2 separate regions of the Sus scrofa genome follow, and region 1 is linked to region 2. The links are chromatin contacts, called in public HiChIP or PLAC-seq maps. All regions are on one chromosome and are shown on one strand. Each heading gives the region's core, a stretch centred on a gene start, on an enhancer-like site or on the middle of the called end of the contact. The rest is flanking DNA. Distances are from core to core; before and after follow the strand shown.

Region 1 (4,752 bases), core at 1,574-4,073, 210 kb after region 2:
CAGTGGGTTAAAGATCCGGCGTTGTGATGAACTGTGGTGTAGGTCACAGACGCGGCTCGGATCCCATGTTGCTGTGGCTCTGGCATAGGCTGGTGGCTACAGCTCCAATTAGACCCCTAGCCTGGGAACCTCCATATGCCACGGGAGCGGCCCTAGAAAAGGCAAAAAGACAAGGCATATGTATATATGCTCCTTCCCTTCTCCACCTCCCCATGCAGTCCTGCCTCTTGCTCCTTGGATCTGTGTCCATCTGTCTAACCACAGCCGATTAAAACAAGCCCTCAGTACAAATTTTTGAACAATCTTCAGGCGTACCTGTCTAGGCACAGCAGAAACAAATCTGACTAGGAACCATGAGGTTGTGGGTTCTGTCCCTGGCCTCACTCAGTGGGTTAAGGATCCGGCGTTGCCATGAGCTGTGGTGTAGGTCGCAGATGTGGCTCGGGTCTGGTGGCTGTGGTGTAGGCTGGCAGCGGTAGCTCTGATTTGACCCCTAGCCTGGGAACCTCCATACGCTGCGGGTGCGGCCCTAAAATGACAAAAGACCAAAAAAAATTTAAAACAAACAAACAAACCCAGAACTGTCTCCAGATCAATTTCTCTCTTCTGAAGTCACCACGTGGCCTCTTTCGTGTCAAATCTCCCTCTGCCTCCCGCTTACGAGGATATTGTGATGACACTCAGGGCCCCTTCAGGTAATCCGGGATAATCGCCCTATCTCAAGACTCTGAACTTAATCAAAGCTGCAAAGTCCCTTTGCCGTGTAAGCTCACGCTAATAGGCTGTGGGTGTGGCCGGGCCAGCCCGGCACACACTCTGTTCCCCTCGAACTCCTGTGGGCGTCTCCTGCGTTTTATGGTGGTGGCGGTGGTGGTTGTTTTTGTCTTCTCAGGCCCGCACCAGGGGCATATGGAAGTTCTCAAGCTAAGGGTCAAGTTGGAGCTGCACCTGCTGGCCTGCACTATGGCCACAGCAGTGCCAGATCCGAACCAAGTCTGCCACCTACACCACAGCTCACGGCAACGCCAGATCCTTAACCCACTGAGTGAGACCAGGGATCGAACCTATGTCCTCATGAATGCCAGTCAGCTTTGTTTCCACCGAGCCACGACGGGAACTCCTTCTCCTGCGTTTTAGACTCTGGGTATATTTCAAGCCCCACAAGACATTTTTATTGTCGCGTTCTGTGTCACTCTCCATTAGATTATAGACAACAGACCCTTCTGCTGTGTTCCATCAGTCCTGCTCCTCTGGGCCGTGGGATCATGGTTCGGAAAGGACACAGCTGACCTTTCCATTAAGGAGGGTCAGTGGGGACACACACTCCCAGAGCCAGTCTCTCTGAATCGTCTTTTTTTGACCTCCGTTTTCAAAGTATACCTTTTGCTGGGTTGAGATGTCTCGGCTGCCAAGGTCCGCCTGCGGTTCTTTCCTCGTCGGCTGTTCCAGCTGCTTCTGCTGGAACGTCAGTGGTCTTTCTTGCTATTTCATGCTCTGAGGGTAACAGGTCCTTTCCCCTCTGGCTGCTCTGACGGTTTTGCTCTGGCTTTGGTTTCAACATCTCGCAAGAACACAGCTGGGCTCCTGTCTCTGTACTTTTCCTCTGGCTACACAGCATGTCTTCATTCCACGGCTGGATGTCACCCATCACTTTTTTTTTTTCTTTTGTCTTTTTAGGGTGGCACCTGTGGCATATGGAGGTTCCCAAGCTAAGGGTCCAATTGGAGCTGTAGCCACTGGCCTACACCACAGCCATGGCAATGCCAGATCCTTAACCCACCAAGCAAGGCCAGGGACTGAACCCGCAACCTCATGGTTCCTAGTCAGATTTGTTAACCACTGCGCCACACCGGGAACTCCACCCATCATTTTTAGAAGATGATCAGCTTCTCTCTCTTCAGTCTAAGGGACTAGGAACATGGGCTGGCTTTGGGGGTGAGTCCTGCTGTCCAGCGGAGGGGAGGGAGGAGGGTATGGGGACAGAGGGAGGCTGGTCCCCGCGTCCTGCAATGTCGGCCTGGTGGAGGGCGTGTTGCTGTAGGGTTCCTGTAGTATATGCGTGCGACTTAAAGCTTACCCATTCACAGTGCTGAGCCCCAGTTCCCCCAGCGGCCAGGCGGGGCTGCCAGCTGTCCATCTAGGTGTCCACTTGGCTTCTCAAAGGCAGCTCAGTCCCCTGAGCACCCCTGTTGCTTTACAGCGGCCCCACTCTCAGAAGACAGCACACCACCCCGCTGCTCCAGCCAAAGTCCTTGCAGTCACCAGTCCACCTTCCAAACGCGCCCCACGTCTGACCACCTCTCCCCGCCCTGCAACCACCGCAGGTCTCTCAGCCATCCAGCAGCCTCCTGGCCCCCGCATTGGGCTGCTTCCCGCCCAGGCCAACCGAAGCATCTCAGCAGATGTCTTCACCAGTGCGGCTGAAGGCCGAGCGCTCTCCAAGGGACTCGCGGTTCCCACAGCCCTTAGCGCCGAAGGGGACCGAGGGGAGGAACCCGGCCCGAAGGGGTACCACATTGGGTGGCGGAGAGGACTGGCAGCCGGGGGGCCGCTGGGCAGAGCCCACTGTCCGAGACGAGCTCCGGATTCCGGAGCTTAGGGAGCTGCTGCGGATGCCCTCGGCCCTGGCCTCGCCCCCACGCCCACCTCCCGCCAGACCCCGCCCACGCCGCTCTGCCTCGGCTCCTGGCCACGCCCCTCCCTCCGCCCCTCCACGCCCACCAGCCGGCCCCGCCCCCGTCTCCACCGCGACCCCGTCGGCCCGACCCGCGGGGCCCGTTCCTGCCCAGGCCCCACCCCGCGCCGGCCGTCACGTGGCACGCGACCCGGAGGCGGAACCGCCGGCTGGGCGCGGGCATCGCTTCCCACTGCGCGGAGGCCCGGGTGGGTCTGCGGGGGCTGGGGTGCCTCGCGCCCGGGGTGCGCGCCCCGGCGGCCCCGCCATGCGCCCCCCGCGCCCCCACGCCTCGCTGCTAGAGCTCCTGGGGGTGCTTCTGGCCGCGTCCCTCGCGGCCGCCGAGGCGCCGCACCTGGTGCGCGTGGACGCGGCCCGCGCGCTGGGGCCCCTGCGACCCTTCTGGAGGAGCACCGGCTTCTGGTGAGCGCTCTGAGCGGGGAAACTGAGGTCCGAGCGACCCATCCCGCACCTATCCTGGCCGTGCACCCCACCCCACCCCGAGCCTCGGGGACCCCCTCGTGGCATCTGGAGAGAGCTGGGGTAGGTGCTCCGAAGTGAGGAGGGCCGCGGCTCACTCCTTTCGGGCCCGCCCTCAGCGCGCGGGATCTCGGCTCTTGCGCTGGCTCTGGGCCGCGCTTTCCGGTGGTGCAAGGAAGGCTTTCTAGTTGAGTGGCCGCTCCCTGTCTGGAGGCCTAGGGCCAGGTCCTGAGTTTGCATGGTCCCCCCCAGGAGTCTGAAGAGCCCGGTGGCCGCCCAGGGCAGCCCAGGCTGCAGGAGATGCAAGGGAGCAACCCCAGCGGTGTCAGAAGTCCCTGCAGTGGGACCTGTCCCGCATCCCTGCCTGTCCCCGTCCCCTCTGCCGGGCTTGGAGCCAGCATCCTCCTGCTGGTAGGGCGAGGAGCAGGGCGGGGATGTGGTTTCCACAGGAACCCTGGACCCGGTAAACTGGAGACGTCCTCACATTCCTGACGTCAGAGGTCTTTTTATTACATCAGGACAGTAAAACTGACCAGGGGACACGCCAGTCTCAGCCCTGAACTTGTGGGGGTGCCGAGGCAGCTGCACTGGCCCTGCCCTCAGGACTAACACCCCCGCTCCCCCTTGTTTCGTGCCCAGTCCTCCCCTGCCGCACAGCCAGGCTCACCGGTATGACCTCAGCTGGGACCAGCAGCTCAACCTGGCCTACGTGGGCGCCGTCCCTCATGGTGGCATCCAGCAGGTTCGGGCCCACTGGCTGCTGGGCCTTGTCACAGCCAGGTGGGTGATGGAGGAATGGGCGGCCCGGGGGCCTCTGGGCACAGCCCGTGGTCTGGAGATGAAGGCTGAGACGGAGAGGGGTGGCGCCTGGGTGTGGACAGTGCAGTATGGGGCCCTGGGTGGGGGCACCGGGGCTGGGGACTCCTGCTCCAAGGAGCCACGGCCCCTCCGCCTCTTGGCTGAGTGTCCTGCAGGGAGGGGAGAACGGAGGACGCCGTCCGGCTCCACCGGCGCCGTGGTGCTGGGGGGACCTCTGCATCGGGCACACTGGTCTCCTGCTGGAGGCCACCCTGGAGGCGCAGCTGACCCCATGACAGCGGGAGGGCACCCATGCGCCGTGCTGTGTGCTCAAAGGTCAGGCCGTGCAGGGACGCCGTGCCAAGGGCCAGGCTGAGGTTGTGTCGGTCACAGCTGCCTAGGGCCCTGCAAGGCCAGTGGGGCTGAGGCAGGAGGTGTGAGAAATGTGTGCATTGTTTTTGTGTACTGCTGGGTTTCCAGAGCCACAGAGACCCTCAGGCCCCTGGCCAGGGCTGCCAGCTCTCACCTGCTGGGGTGGGGGCTGGCGGGCCAAGGGACCAATGTCCTTCTGGCACCTTGGAGGCTGGGTGACTGCCTCGAGGTCCTTGTTCAAGTGAGACAGGAGACTGAGTGTCACCCCAGCTCCATGGACCGCGGCCGCCCAGCACTGGGCCCAATGTGGCACCGCCTGTCTCAGAGGTGCGGCTGTGGTTTCCTGAGTGCCTGGGCCCTTAGTGTGTTCACATCGCCGGCCTCCCCGTCCCACTTGGGGTTCCCTGGTGCCTGCAGGGTGGGGACAG
Region 2 (4,696 bases), core at 276-2,775:
TTCCCAGCCCTGCCAGGTGCCCCCTCATGTCCCTATGAGAATGCTGACAGCCACCAGGTGCTCTCCCCCAGACCCACACTGGGGCCACCCAGACCTCTTCCCAGCACTGCCCCACCTGCCCTTCACGCTGCCCTCTCAGAACCCGAGCCGCCGAGAATCAGGCTGCAGGCCGCCTAAGAAAGGGGTTAAGTGGACTTGGTCAGGGCACACCTGGTGGCCAGCACTCCCTGTCGTGACCACGGCAGGGGTCGTGATGACTCCTGGTGCGATTCCTGACTGCTAATAATGACTTGTGAGCAAGAGAAATGTAGCAGGAACTTCTCAGGGTCCCCCCAAAGCCTATCTGCTCTCAGACTCATCACAGCAACTAGGGGTGGGCACCAGGGGGGTGGGGGGGGACCCTGCTCTGCCTCCTCAGACCAATGCACCCAGACCCAGTTCTGGTTTCCAGGCATCCAGACACAGGGGCCAGCCGTGTCCTGCAGAGAAAAGAGGTTTCCGGAGTCAGGGTAGACCCCAGGCCCAGGCTGCAGATGCCGCCTGTCCCAGCGGGGCGCTGGCCCTCCACTCCCAGTCCAGCAAGGCCAGCATCCAAGAGTGGCTGGGCCTGAGGACCTCTCAGAGGGGGCCTCCCGGGGCTGCCCCTGCCTACCGGCTCCTCCTCCTCCCAGATCTCTGCTGCCTGACTGTCCCTGACTGCCCGGGCTTTCTTGAGCTCCGGGTCCTGAGGCCAACTGCAGCTTCGCATTCCACCATTAAGTGGCCGCCAAGCGCGGCCCAACCAGTCCCTGGGGTCCGCATTAGGGAGGCCAGCAGAGGGGGTCCTGTGAGGGGCAGCACTGCAGCCTGACGCACGAGCAGGCGGCCACTCGGGGCTCACGTGCGGGTTGTGCCTGAGGACGCCCGTCCCAGCACGAGAGGCTGGCCCCGCCAGGGCCGGGGGACCGAAAAGGTTCACCGGCTGAGCTCCGCTGGGGGTGATGGGCTGGGCAAGCGAAGGGGACCCCAGGGATGAGTCTGGGGGAGGAGCAGGTTGGGAGAGCGGGGACCCCGGAACCGGCAGGGCTCTCACTGGCTGCTTCTCTGGAGAGGCGGGCGCCCTGGGTGAACCCTGTCCCCGGAGGGGGCGAGTAGTGCGCAGACTCGGGCGCGGGGCTCAGCGGGGTCCTGGCCTCAGCTAACGACCCCGTCCGCGACCCCGACCCGCGACCCCCGCGCCCGGTACCATGGCGTTGGAGCAGCTCAGCAGGCTGATCACCAGCAGGAAGACCCAGCGGCGTGCGTAGGCGCGGTAGCCCCTCAGCGCGCTCAAGGTGAGGGGCCCGGCGGCCCCCGGGTTGTCCCCCGCCAGCCCCGCCATCGCCACCGCTCCTGGGCCGCCGGCTCTTGGAAAAGAGCGCGGGCTGGGACCTCCCCCGCAGGAGGGGTGGGGTCAGTCCCCGCCCCGGGGGCCCGGGTCACCAGGCCGCCAGGCGGAAACGGGAGGAGTTAAGAAGTTGGACCCTACCGGCCGGCCAGGACGGAAGTCTGTGGCAGAAACAAGGACAAAATCCCCTCGCAGGGGCCAAAGCCGTCCCTGCAATGGACACGCCCACGCGGATGGGTGCAGGAGAGGGCCCCGCGAAGATACCGTCTCGCAGAAGGTCCGCACTTCATGAAAGGGCTTATGGAGAGAACCCCTCCTCCACCCCACCCCCCAATTCCTAAGGTCTGAACGAACGAGTTACAGGGAGCAGCAGGAGGCCAGCCTGGAAGAGGAGGCTGGAGTCAATTTGCAAAGAGCCTCAATCCCTACTAGTCAGTAGGCTCAGCCCTGCAGGGAAGCAGGACCTCGGGAGAGTGGCCAGCAGTGATGCTGGCAGAGTCCCACCCAGGGAGAGAGGGCTGTGCCAGAGCACAGAACCTTCGGCCAGAGGGGAGGCAGGCAGCCTCCCCACCTGGCTATTCTCTGCTGGTTACGGCTGAGAAAACAGCTGGGGAGAGCAAGGAGACATAGGTTTCTGTTTAAGATGGAGACAGCTGTGGCTGAAGGCAGGGAGGAGGGAGGTGCCGTGTTTCCCGCAAGAGCTCCCCTGTGGACAGCTTCCTCCTGCCCAGCTTCCTCCCTACCCCAAGGTCCACTGGACACCTACTCTCCACCACTCACCCAGTATTACTCCTCCTGAGGTCACCTGTGTAGCTGCTTAGGTAGGGCTAATGTAAATGGACCAGTCGCTGGCCTTGGGCTCTTGTTCGTCTCCACTTTTGTGACTCCTGCCCATCCAGAGGGCTCTCGTGTGAGTTAGGCACCTCAGCAAGGTTGCTGAATACAAGAGCAGCATACAACAATCAGTGACATTTCTATACACCAACACTGAGCTTGTGGAAGCCAAAATGATAACACATATACCATTTACAATTACTTTGAAGAAGATTAAATACTTGGGTATAAACTTAGCAAAATATACACAAGAGTTGTATACTAAAAATAATGCAATGGTAATGAAAGAAACCAATGAGGACCTAAAAAGAAATGGAGAGACATACCATGTTCATGGATCAGAGGACTCAACATAGTAAAGATGTTAGGTCTTCCCAGATTGATCTATAGGTTTAATACAATTCCTATCAGAAGGTTTCTGAAGACCAGACTGGTAGGAAATATTTGCAAGCCATGTAGCTAACGAAAGGCTGGTGTGTATACCAGCATGATGTATAAAGAGCCTTCAAAATTCAACAGCAAAAAAAAAAGTCCAGTTAGAAAACGGGCAGCAGATATGCAGGGACATTTCAGTGACGAGAATAAACAAAAGGCAGATGACCCTCCACGGCTAACATCATTGTCAATAGGAAGGCAAGTTAAAACCACAGTAAGTATTACAACTTTCAGAATGGCAGAAATTAAAACAGCGACATCAAATGCCAGCGAGGCAGTTTCTGGGTCAGTTGTACATGGCCAATAGGAATGTAAAATGCTGCAGTCACTGTGTAGAACACATTGGCAGTTTCTTATAAGACTGACACGAGCTTGTCATGTGACCTAGCAATTACATTTTTAGACATTTATCCCAGGGAAATGAAATTTTATGTTCACACACAAACAGTACCCAAATGTTCACGGCAGACTTACTTGTGATAGGCCCAAACTGGAAACAACGCAGGTGTCTTTTCTGGCGTCAGTGGTGAGGGAGGGCATCCACTAGGGGTGAAACGGACGTTCACACACCCAGTGGCCTGGGTGAATCACTGGGTTAGTATGCCGGGGGGAGGGGGGGCAGAATTAAAGCCAAGCTCAAAAATTTAGATATTATGTGATTCCCTTTGTATAACATTTTTGAAAAGATAACATGTTAGCAATGGAGAACAACTTAGCTGTTTAGGGCTTGGGGAGCAGGAGGAAGGCACTTACACAGGCAGCAGGAGGGGCCCGTGGGGGAAACATTCTGTATCTGGACGGAGGGGTGGACACACCGACCTACACACGTGACACGCTGGTGTCAGGCACACACACACTCCCACACGTGAATACAACTGAAACCGGCGAAGTCTGAATAAGACCGCGGATTGTATCAGCATCTGCGTTATGGCTGTGTTACTGCACATCTGTGTTTTGCAAGAAGTTTTTTGAGGGGAAGCTGGGCAAAATGCACAAGGAATCTTGGCATTAATTCTTACAATTGCACCAGAACCTATAATTATCTAAAAATAAGAAGCTTAATTTTTAAAACTTACATAATGTGGGAAGTACATTCATTAGGAAACAATGTCTTATTTTGCTCACATTTAATGAAACAGTTTTGTTTAAATTCTGGACAAGTATCTTCAATGTAAGCATCTACACTGTTCAGGATTCGAATCGAGGTATAACAGCATCCACGGAAGTGTCTTCCTGAGCCCATAATTCATCTGCACATCTTATGAGCCATCACATCTTGAAGATTTCTACCCTCTAGTGGTCAACCGTGTTTTTTGTTTTCAAAAATTATCTTTAGGGAGTTCCCGTCGTGACTCAGTGGTTAACAAATCCAGCCAGGAACCATGAGGTTGCGGGTTCGATCCCTGGCCTTGCTCAGTGGGTTAAGGGTCTGGCGTTGCCATGAGCTGTCGTGTAGGTCGCAGACACGGCTCAGATCCTGCATTGCTGTGGCTGTGGCGTAGGCCGCTGGTTACAGCTCCGACTCGACCCCTAGCCTGGGAACCTCCACGTGCCATGGGTGCGGCCCAAAAAAAGACCAACAAAATTATCTTTAATGTTTTGTTTAAAATAACACTCAACATGCATAACTATGACTAAATCTGTATTTCAGTTTCTTTTTTTCTTTTCTTCTTAACGGAAGGTGTACTCCTATCCCACACAAGCATTAACTGAGGCCGTTTCAGGCTGATGTGTTTCTTTAAACTGCGTCTTGTTCATCTGCAGGCACCCGCAAGGGGTCTCTTTGCTACAACTGGAGCAGAGGCAACACCCCTTCTCAGAGAGTGACACTGGGAAGAAGCCTGCTGACAAGGTAGGTTGCCCCATCCTGTTTGTTTGGCGTTTGCTTGGTTTTTATCTTCTCTCAGGAGCATGTCAGCTATGTGAGGGCAGGAACCAGTCTGTCCCGAATCCCTGGAGCAGGTTGGGCTGGCACGTGGCCTTGGCCAGACAGAAGATGCATGGGGTGGGTGGCAGCCCCTGCATGTCTGGGCCCTGCCTGCCTGGTGGGTTCTCCAGGAG

The links. HiChIP or PLAC-seq counts read pairs in DNA pulled down with a chosen protein or histone mark.
Region 1: an H3K27ac HiChIP or PLAC-seq map of alveolar macrophages shows a contact between it and region 2. The contact joins the promoter of IDUA here to the promoter of MFSD7 in region 2. A contact is called at or near these places in 1 of 5 promoter capture datasets (liver) and 1 of 2 datasets of contacts at active chromatin or transcription factors (alveolar macrophages).

The regions. Positions count from the first base shown.
Region 1 is chr8:331,781-336,532 of Sscrofa11.1, forward strand. It overlaps IDUA (alpha-L-iduronidase), which reads left to right and starts at 2,824. Exons shown (of 14, transcript XM_021100852.1): 1 at 2,824-3,097; 2 at 3,794-3,934. The coding sequence starts at 2,943. SLC26A1 (sulfate anion transporter 1) reads right to left here. Exons shown (of 3, transcript XM_021100851.1): 3 at 3,640-4,752. It overlaps LOC102158901 (a long non-coding RNA gene), which reads right to left and starts at 10. Exons shown (of 2, transcript XR_299958.3): 1 at 1-10.
Region 2 is chr8:126,895-131,590 of Sscrofa11.1, forward strand. MFSD7 (major facilitator superfamily domain-containing protein 7) reads right to left here and starts at 1,526. Exons shown (of 10, transcript XM_021100818.1): 1 at 1,226-1,526. The coding sequence starts at 1,360.